2 separate regions of the Mus musculus genome follow, and region 1 is linked to region 2. A link is a contact called in public promoter capture Hi-C data. All regions are on one chromosome and are shown on one strand. The core of a region is the stretch at or near the end of the contact, and the rest is flanking DNA. Distances in the headings are between cores, read along the strand shown. Region 1 holds the start of Tsc2 (TSC complex subunit 2). Region 2 holds the start of Baiap3 (BAI1-associated protein 3).

The links. Promoter capture Hi-C pulls out the DNA fragments that hold promoters and counts their contacts.
Region 1: a promoter capture Hi-C map of pre-B cells shows a contact between it and region 2, with 2.2 times the contacts expected there. The contact joins the promoter of Tsc2 here to the promoter of Baiap3 in region 2. A contact is called at or near these places in 2 of 39 promoter capture datasets (cranial neural crest and pre-B cells).

What each region holds. Positions count from the first base shown.
Region 1 is chr17:24,630,342-24,634,404 of GRCm38.p6, forward strand. It overlaps Tsc2 (TSC complex subunit 2), which reads right to left and starts at 2,286. Exons shown (of 42, transcript NM_001286713.1): 1 at 2,197-2,286; 2 at 1,604-1,770; 3 at 572-658. The coding sequence starts at 1,741. It overlaps Nthl1 (nth (endonuclease III)-like 1 (E.coli)), which reads left to right and starts at 2,341. Exons shown (of 6, transcript NM_008743.2): 1 at 2,341-2,513; 2 at 3,586-3,824. The coding sequence starts at 2,411.
Region 2 is chr17:25,254,868-25,258,831 of GRCm38.p6, forward strand. It overlaps Baiap3 (BAI1-associated protein 3), which reads right to left and starts at 1,497. Exons shown (of 34, transcript NM_001163270.1): 1 at 1,294-1,497.

The DNA of each region.
Region 1 (4,063 bases), core at 1,036-3,535, 620 kb before region 2:
GGAAGCCAGGTGGCAGCGACAGCGCACGCCTCTAATCCCAGCACTGGAAACACAGGCACGGGATTCTGAATCTAAGGCCAGCCTGGTCTACATGGTAAGTCCCTGTCTCAACCACCACCACGACAAAGAGGATAAGCAGACGTACATAGCCATAAGCTTTTCCAGGAATTCAGGGAAAGCTCATTTCTTTTGCTACCACCAAGGTAAGTCTCTCAGGTTGCACTTAGGGCATTTCTAGAAGCTTCCACATCATTAAGATGAAAGCTAAATTTCTCTAAAATGGTAAAAACTGCCTCATCACAAAGCTAGCTTTCTGGGCTATGCCTATAGTCCTGATCTACACTGAAGAGGCTGAGGAAGGAAGACCACATCAAGTTCACAGCGTATCAGCCTGAACCACACAGTCAATACCAGGCCAGTCAGGGCTACACAGCACATCTCAAAAACAAGAAAAGACAGCTCAAGGCAGCAGCCGCAGACTGGAGATTCTCTAGAGCCTGCAGTGGGCATGACTCTCTACAGCCTGCAGTGGGCATGCACTACTCCAGCAGTGCAGCTGAGGCAAACCCACCTCCTCAAGCTTCTTAGTTTTTGCCACATCACAGATCTGCCCTATCATTCGGATGCGATTGTTGAGGCCGCATTCACCACTCAGTTCCTAGAGAAGAGAAAAGAGGAAAAGGGCTGAGCTTTTAAAAAGAGGTCTTCTTACCCACTGGCCATAAACCACCTAACGTTGTTCTGCATTTCCCCTGTAAACCAATGGGGTTTCTTTCCTCTCTCTGTTTTTTTTTCTCTCTCTCTCTCCCTCCCTCGCTCCATCCCTTCCTCTGTCTCTCCAGCGTTTCTCTGTGTATCTCTGGCTGTACTGAACTTCCCCAGTGCTGGGCAGGATTAGCAGCATACACCAACCACCACCATCACCCAGCATTTTGTTTTGTTGTGTTTGGTTTGGTTTTTTAAGGCTGGATCTCGAGGCTGGTGAGATAGCTCAGTGGTTAAGAGCACTGACTGCTCTTCCAGAGGTCCTGAGTTCAATTCCCAGTAACCACATGGTGGCTCACAACCATCTGTGATGGGATCTGATGCCCTCTTCTGGTGTGTCATCTACAGTGTGTGTGTGTGTGTGTGTGTGTGTGTGTGTGTGTGTGTGTGTGTGTGTGTATGTTAAATAAATAAATCTTTTTTTAAAAGTTCCTAAAAAGAAAGGGTGGATCTCCAATTTAAAAAAGGAAACGAACATCTTTGAGGAGAGGAGGACCCAGTCTCACTACTGTAGCTCAGGTGGGTTACAATTATGTTGCCTCCAACTTCATAATCCTATCTCCTCTGCCTCTCACGTGCTGAGAGAGTACAGGGCATCTATCTACCATAACACTAAACAAAATAAGTTTTCATACAACACCTAACTTCTAAGGCAAGTGTGCTAAAGCAGGACACCAAGATCCTGAGGACAGGCATATATCTGTCTCCACAGTACTGGGGACAGCAGCCCTATGCAGATGGTTACCAGCAACCCATCTCCCACAGAACCCAATGACAGACAAACCCAGCCTTCCTAGCCTTTGTGCTGGGCTAGCCAAGACATTGGCCACTCACTCACTCTCAAGATTTCCGATGTGATGATAAACTCAGTCTGTTTGCCTTCTGCACACCTGGGATTTGGCCTCGATGTTCCCAATCCCAACAGTATCTTGAACTTCTCCTTCAAGCCGGAATCTTTGCTTGTTGGTTTGGCCATGGTGGGCAGGGCAGTACTAGAGAACTGCTCTGTGTAGAAATAAACATATTATTTGATACACCCCAGGAAAGGTTCTCCCTTCTGCCCTCGAGGCGAACCTCCAGAATCCTAGGTCAAGGGTAGGCAATAACCTGTCCTTCCTACAGCCTCTGGGGCAACTCAACTCCATGCAGGAGGAACTCAGCCACAAATCAACTCCGGAGGTATAGGCTTACTCTAGCGACCCGCCTGTTGATTGCCATTAGTTCTCCCTAGGTTAAGGAGGAGCTGTCGCGTGAATAGATGCAGAGGCCCGCTCACATTCGCAATGGAGGGCTTGAAGCGCTAGGACTTGTCAGCGGTGGGAGCGGCGGAGGATTGGAATCAGAACGACCAATTCCCCTCACCCCATCGCGACGCGACCACACAAACCATCGCAACCCGCCCCAGCAGTCAGAGCCTCCAGGGCTACTCACCCCGCGCGCGCCTTTCGCGCGCAGGTCCTCCTGCACCCAGGGAAGGGCGCACACCCCCGGCCCAGGGCAGCTGCCGGAAGCGCAACCCGTACTTCCGGGGGCGAGGCTTTGCTGACTATTTGCGTTGAGCTCTCTGGGAATTGTAGTTTCGCGTGCGCGTTGAGCAAGTGGTGGGATCGCGGGGCTGCTCGGAGGAGTAGTTTACAGCCCAGGCATGAACTCAGGGGTGCGGATGGTGACTCGCAGTCGGAGCCGCGCGACTAGGATCGCGTCGGAAGGGTGTAGGGAGGAGCTCGCCCCGCGAGAGGCTGCTGCAGGTAGCTCTGCGCCTGCAGGCGTTTTGGAGGAAAGGAGGAACGTGGAACTTTGGCTCCAGGCTTGCGTCCCGGGCCGCAGCATCTGACCTAAACTCTAGGCGCCGCGGAGTAGGCAGCTGCCTTGAATCTTGAATTGAAGCTACGCTTAAATCTCACGTGGCCCCACTTCTAGCTTCTTCCAAGGGTCTGGGACCCGCAGGGTCTGCAGGGTCCGTAAGACTGGGTTCTGGATGTATTCATCCACCCTTATCGCCAGTGAAAAGTTTTAGTCCAACCAGCCTAGCTTAGGACATTCACTTGCTCCAGGCTGTCCGTGGGACACAGCTCTGTTCTCAGAGCTGCCTCCCTCTCTTGTAGGGCCAGGCTGTGTGCCAAGAACACACCCAGCTAGAAGTCTTCTCTCCCAGCTGGACGGTGGTTCTGAAAGAAAACAGGCCCAGAGAGAAAACAGGAAAGGGCATGGCACTCATTGTGTTTGTCCTGTAGCCATTAAGGGCCTACTATGTGCCAACTAGTGGTACTCAGGGAGTAATTATCAGCCCGTCCCCGCCTGGGACTTAGACATAAGTGGCTAGAGCAGGAGTGTGCGTAGGCAGCAATGGTCTCCCAGAATCGGTTCAGTAGTAGAGATCCGCTGGGATCCAGGCTGAGGCTTGGCAAGGGCCAAGGGCCACAGAAAGTGTTGATACTGTTAAGGCAGCAAATGTTTTATAGTAGTAGAGTTTGGAGCTCATCCTAAATGCAACGATTTCTGAAAGGGGAGTTGCACTGTCCAGTTTGGGTGTGAAGAGAGAGGTTCTCTTGAATGTAACTCAAAGGACTTGGGACAAAGGAGAGAGGTTATATTATCCTAGAGGCTGTTACTAGTGTCGGTGTGCTAACAGGCACTTTGTCAGACTGTCATGTACTGTTGTGACAAGGGCAGAGCACAGCACTTCTGTACACATCGTGGTAGATAATGGACAGTTAGTTGCACAAACAAGTGTGGGGATGTGGATTGGCAGGTAAGCAGCACCCTTCCCCCACCCTCATATAAAACCCACTCCAAAGACTGAATGGCACTTTTTTGCAGAAGGAAGAAAAAGCCACAGGCCCGTGAGACATCCACGGAGAACACAGAAAACGCATGTGGCCTATGAAGCGGCTAATGGTGAGGAAGGCGAAGATGCTGAGCCCCTCAAAGTGCCCGTTTGGGAGCCCCAGAACTGGCAGCAGCAACTGGCCAACATCCGCATCATGAGAAGCAAGAAGGATGCACCTGTGGACCAGCTAGGCGCCGAGCACTGCTATGATGCAAGTGCCTCCCCGAAGGTATGCAACACCTCCGCCTATCCAGCAAGGTGCTTACTTCCTTTTAGGTCTCTACCAGAAAAAGAGCAAGACCTGCCAGCTCTCCCTGCTGCCATACAGGAGGATACATACATACATACATACATACATACATACCCAGGAAGATGCGCTCCTCCCATAACCTTAGAACATGTACAACGTACATCACCTGTCAATCATTGTGGCCACCGTGCATGGCAGAGTGTCTGAGACTTGAAGCC
Region 2 (3,964 bases), core at 247-2,746:
CTCACCAAGCTGTCACCTACCAGACAGCCCTTTAAAGGTCTTGTGGGGCAGTGAGGCAGAGAATTTAAGGGCAAAGGGCTGGAGGGGTCTCTCTGGGCTTCCAGTCCACAGCAAACACAAGGGTGCTGAGTGGGGTAGTGCCTATGGACCTCTCCACGGCCGGCCTCAGTAGCTCAGCCTCCAGTCCTCAGGTGGTCTACCTGTTACACATTCTGTTTGCAAGCTCATCCCTCCCTGAGTCACAGGGAGTGTAGGGGTGTGTAGGGGGAGATCTGCACTGTGCTCTCTGTGGATGGATGCTCTCCAGGCCTACAGATGGAGACTGGTTCACTCTACCCTGGAGTCTTACCTGCTACTTACCTGTCTCTGTTGAGTTAGTTGCTCCTGATCGGCTGTTTTTGATGATAGGGGCGGGGGAGGCTGTGGTTACCCTCCCCTGTTCTATTGAGGTTACCTTCTTCTCCTTGAAGGCAGGAGGTCTGAAGGGAGTTTGGTCTTGGTCTTGCTTTCTTTCTGTTTCTATTTCTGTCTCTCTCTGATTCTGTCTCTCTGTCTCTGTCTCTGTCTCTACCTCTGTGCCTCTCTCTCTCTCTCTCTCTCTCACACACACACACACACACACACACACACACACACACACACACACACAGTCAGACCCCAGGCAAATGGTGGGACCCGAATTCCTGGGTAACTAGGGAGGAAAAAGGCTTACCCTGGCAGGGATTTTGGGTTACTGAGGGCAAAGGTCTCATGAGGGGAGTCGGAAAGTGGTAGGGACACGGGCGCTGGGGCCTTGAGGGGATTCAACCTGTTCAGAGAAGCCCCGTAGGGCGTCTCCGAGGTCCCCAGCTCCGCTTCAGTCAGGGGCCTCTATTGGGAAAAAGGGTTACAGTCAGGTGGCTCAGCAGCGGCGGCCGTGGGAACCGAGGTTGAAGGTGTGCACTCTCTGGCTCTGGAGGTCTCACCCTTCAACCCTCCCGGGGAATTCTGCAGTGTGGACCTCCAGTAGCCCTTTACTTAGCTCAGAGCCTAGGACGCCGGCCGTGCGACCCCGCCCCTCTCTCTGAGCACGCGCGGCCTCAGTTTCCCCAGGACCTCAGTTTCCCATTGCCTCTGACGCCAGCAATTCCCGTGCTCCACCCGGAGCGTAGTGCAGAAGCCAGGGGTGGGGGTGGGGCTAAGCCCGAGGGGGCGGTCGCGTCCGTCCGTCCGTCCGTCTGTCTGTCTGTGATAAAAAGCAGGTTAAGCCTCGACGGCAGTCTGACGACATTGGGCAGGAGTTACAGCACTCACCGTGGACAGGGCTTCGGGGGCCACAGGGTCGGGGGGGTCCCTGCTGGCGCTGGCGTTGCTGTCGCACTAGCTGGGGACACCGAGGCACAGCGACCGCTAGCAGCCGCGCGCGCTGGAGACTGAGCACTGCAGAGCGGGCGCCGCGGGCGGGGGGCGCGGGCGGGCGGAGGCGGGGCCTGGCCTGGTTTGCTGGTCAGAGGTTCCAGCCCTGCCCACCCCTACCCTGCGCGTTTGGGGTCGGCAGGGGGTCTCTACCAGCACGGTAGTGGCCAGAGAGACCCTGCTCTGGGCACAGGGCTCAGTAACCTACAGGTGGGTGCAGGGACAGGTTGTGTTAGCTGTCCCCCCACCCCCCTTCTCCTGCCCCGAGGGAGGAGGCTGTCACGGGGTCTCCTTCCCAGGGCCGCAGGGAAGCTACAGTCGCCCAAAAGAAACAGTCGCCCAAAGGAAACACGAAGTGCCTGGTGTTTCTTGAAGTGCTGTACAGCCATATCCAAAGTCAACCCTCTCACAAAAGCTCTGCTGCTCAGTACTACCCGGAGCTGCTCTCTTCCAGGGAAGTCAGCTCTGGTATTAACCTGGGACATCTCGTGATGTCACTGCTATCTGTGAATGTGTGCAGAAGACACACATTAAGCCACATCCTGCTGTTCCCAGCCCACTTCTCCTAAGGCCCCCTCCACCACTTGAGGTCACCTGGAGACTTGTTAAATGAGTTGCCTGTCCAGTTCCTAAAAGTGCGAGCTCTGAAGCTGGGGCAGAGGAAATACCTGACAGGGTTCTTTGTGTGGGTTCTCAGCACCCACTGGGAGTTGTTCTTGGCTGTTCCAGGGCTCAGTAGGCCCCTGAAGACTGACACAAACTTCGGTGGGAAACCACTGGTGGCCATGTTGCTTCTAAGTAGTTCCACTTTGGAGTTTATACCAAAAGTCTCATTCTTTTGTTTGTTTGGTTTGGTTTGATTTTTCGTTTCTCTGTGTAGCCCTGGCTGTCCTGAAATTCACTCTGTAGACCAGGCTGGCCTTGAACTCAAGAGTTTCCCACTACTGACCGGTTTAAAGGTCTCATTCTTATGGGAAGGACTCCAACCAGTGTGAGGGTCAGGAAAGCAGGCCTGAAAATTCTCCACTTCAGACTGTAGCAAATGACATCTCTGCTGAGGCGACAGACTTTCCAGAGTGCTGGGCGGGGGGCCTTTGTTCCTCATTACTGGGATTTGGAGAGGAAACATCTGAGGGACAACAGTCAGGCCATAGTCCTTCATTCCAGGGGACATACAGGTGAGGTCACCTGTCTGTATCCCAATTCACATCTCTGTCAGTCCCTCCATCCATCACTGAAGACAGGCACCAGAACAGAATATTGTCCTGCAGAATGCTCCGTTCTCAGTCAACCTCTGGCTTGGCACAGTCCGGCCAGGCAAAAGTGATAAAAGTCAAACCCACTGTCAGGACCAGGATATCAGATGAGCAAGGGAAGGTCCTGGACTCTATGCCCCACACTGTCCTGCTATAGGGGATAGGGGTTGGAGTGGGATAGCCAACTCCTCTCCCAGAGTCTGGAGTTGATGCACCCATAGTATACTCTTGTGTCATGTTTTGCCAACCTGTTGGAACACACACACACAGGGCAGTGGCAGTGGCAGGGGAGGGGAGAGAGAGAGAGAGAGAGAGAGAGAGAGGGAGAGAGAGAGAGAGAGAGAGAGAGAGAGAGAGAAACTGGTTGCCATGGTGACGGTAATGGCTTTGGGGTAAAAGGATGAACTAAAGCCTGCTGTAAACAGGAAGTGGAGGGGGGAGCACCACTGCAGGGGCTCCAACGTCTGAGACTGGGTTGGTTAAGATTTGCTCCTGTCTGATAGGAATCTGAGATCCAAACATGGAAAGAGAGGCTTTTAGTCACAGTACCGACTGGGTCCCAAACCCAGCCCCAGGAGTCCAGTCATCCCCAGGCTCTTCGCTCCACAGACCTTTGTGTGTGTGTGTGTGTGAATGAGTGACAACCCATTGGTGACTCATCCTAAGACTGGCATGGCTCAGATGCACTGCATCCCTTCTCCTTGCCTCAGAGCCTTGCTTGACCGCATCTATGATGCGGTTCAGATCAGTTCCTGAATTGAGCCGGTGATGGCTCATAGGATCAGAGACCAGGGGCTTTGGTTAGAGTTCCATCTTCCCCTGAGGCTTGCCAGAAGCCATCCAGCAGCTGAAGAAACTTGGCTTCAGAGGCAGATGTGGCTCAGGATAGCCTGCCTGACAAGTCAGTCCTTGAACTGCAGCTCACACCAAGTATTTTGTGACCTTCCTGAAGTCAGTGTCTAGGTACTGGAGCCAGCTCAGGTGTGGTGTGAGGTTTTCTTTTTTCTTTTTCCTCAAAACCAAAAACCAAAACCAAAACCAAAAACCCCAAAAAACCAGATTTTCATGTAGCTCAGGTTGGCATCAAACTTCCAACTTGCTAGGTGACCATGGTTAACTTTAATTTTCTGATCTTAAATGCTGGAATTACAGGCAAGTGCCACCATTCCTGGTTTTAAGCAGGTGTGGAGACTGAATCCGGGGCCTTGTGCATGCTAGGTAAGCATTCTCCCACCAAGGGGTAAGAGCCGCTGTCTCACATGCTCATTTTTGTAGGACCAAGCTGGAGGGGCGGCAGAAGCAGCAGGCCCTGG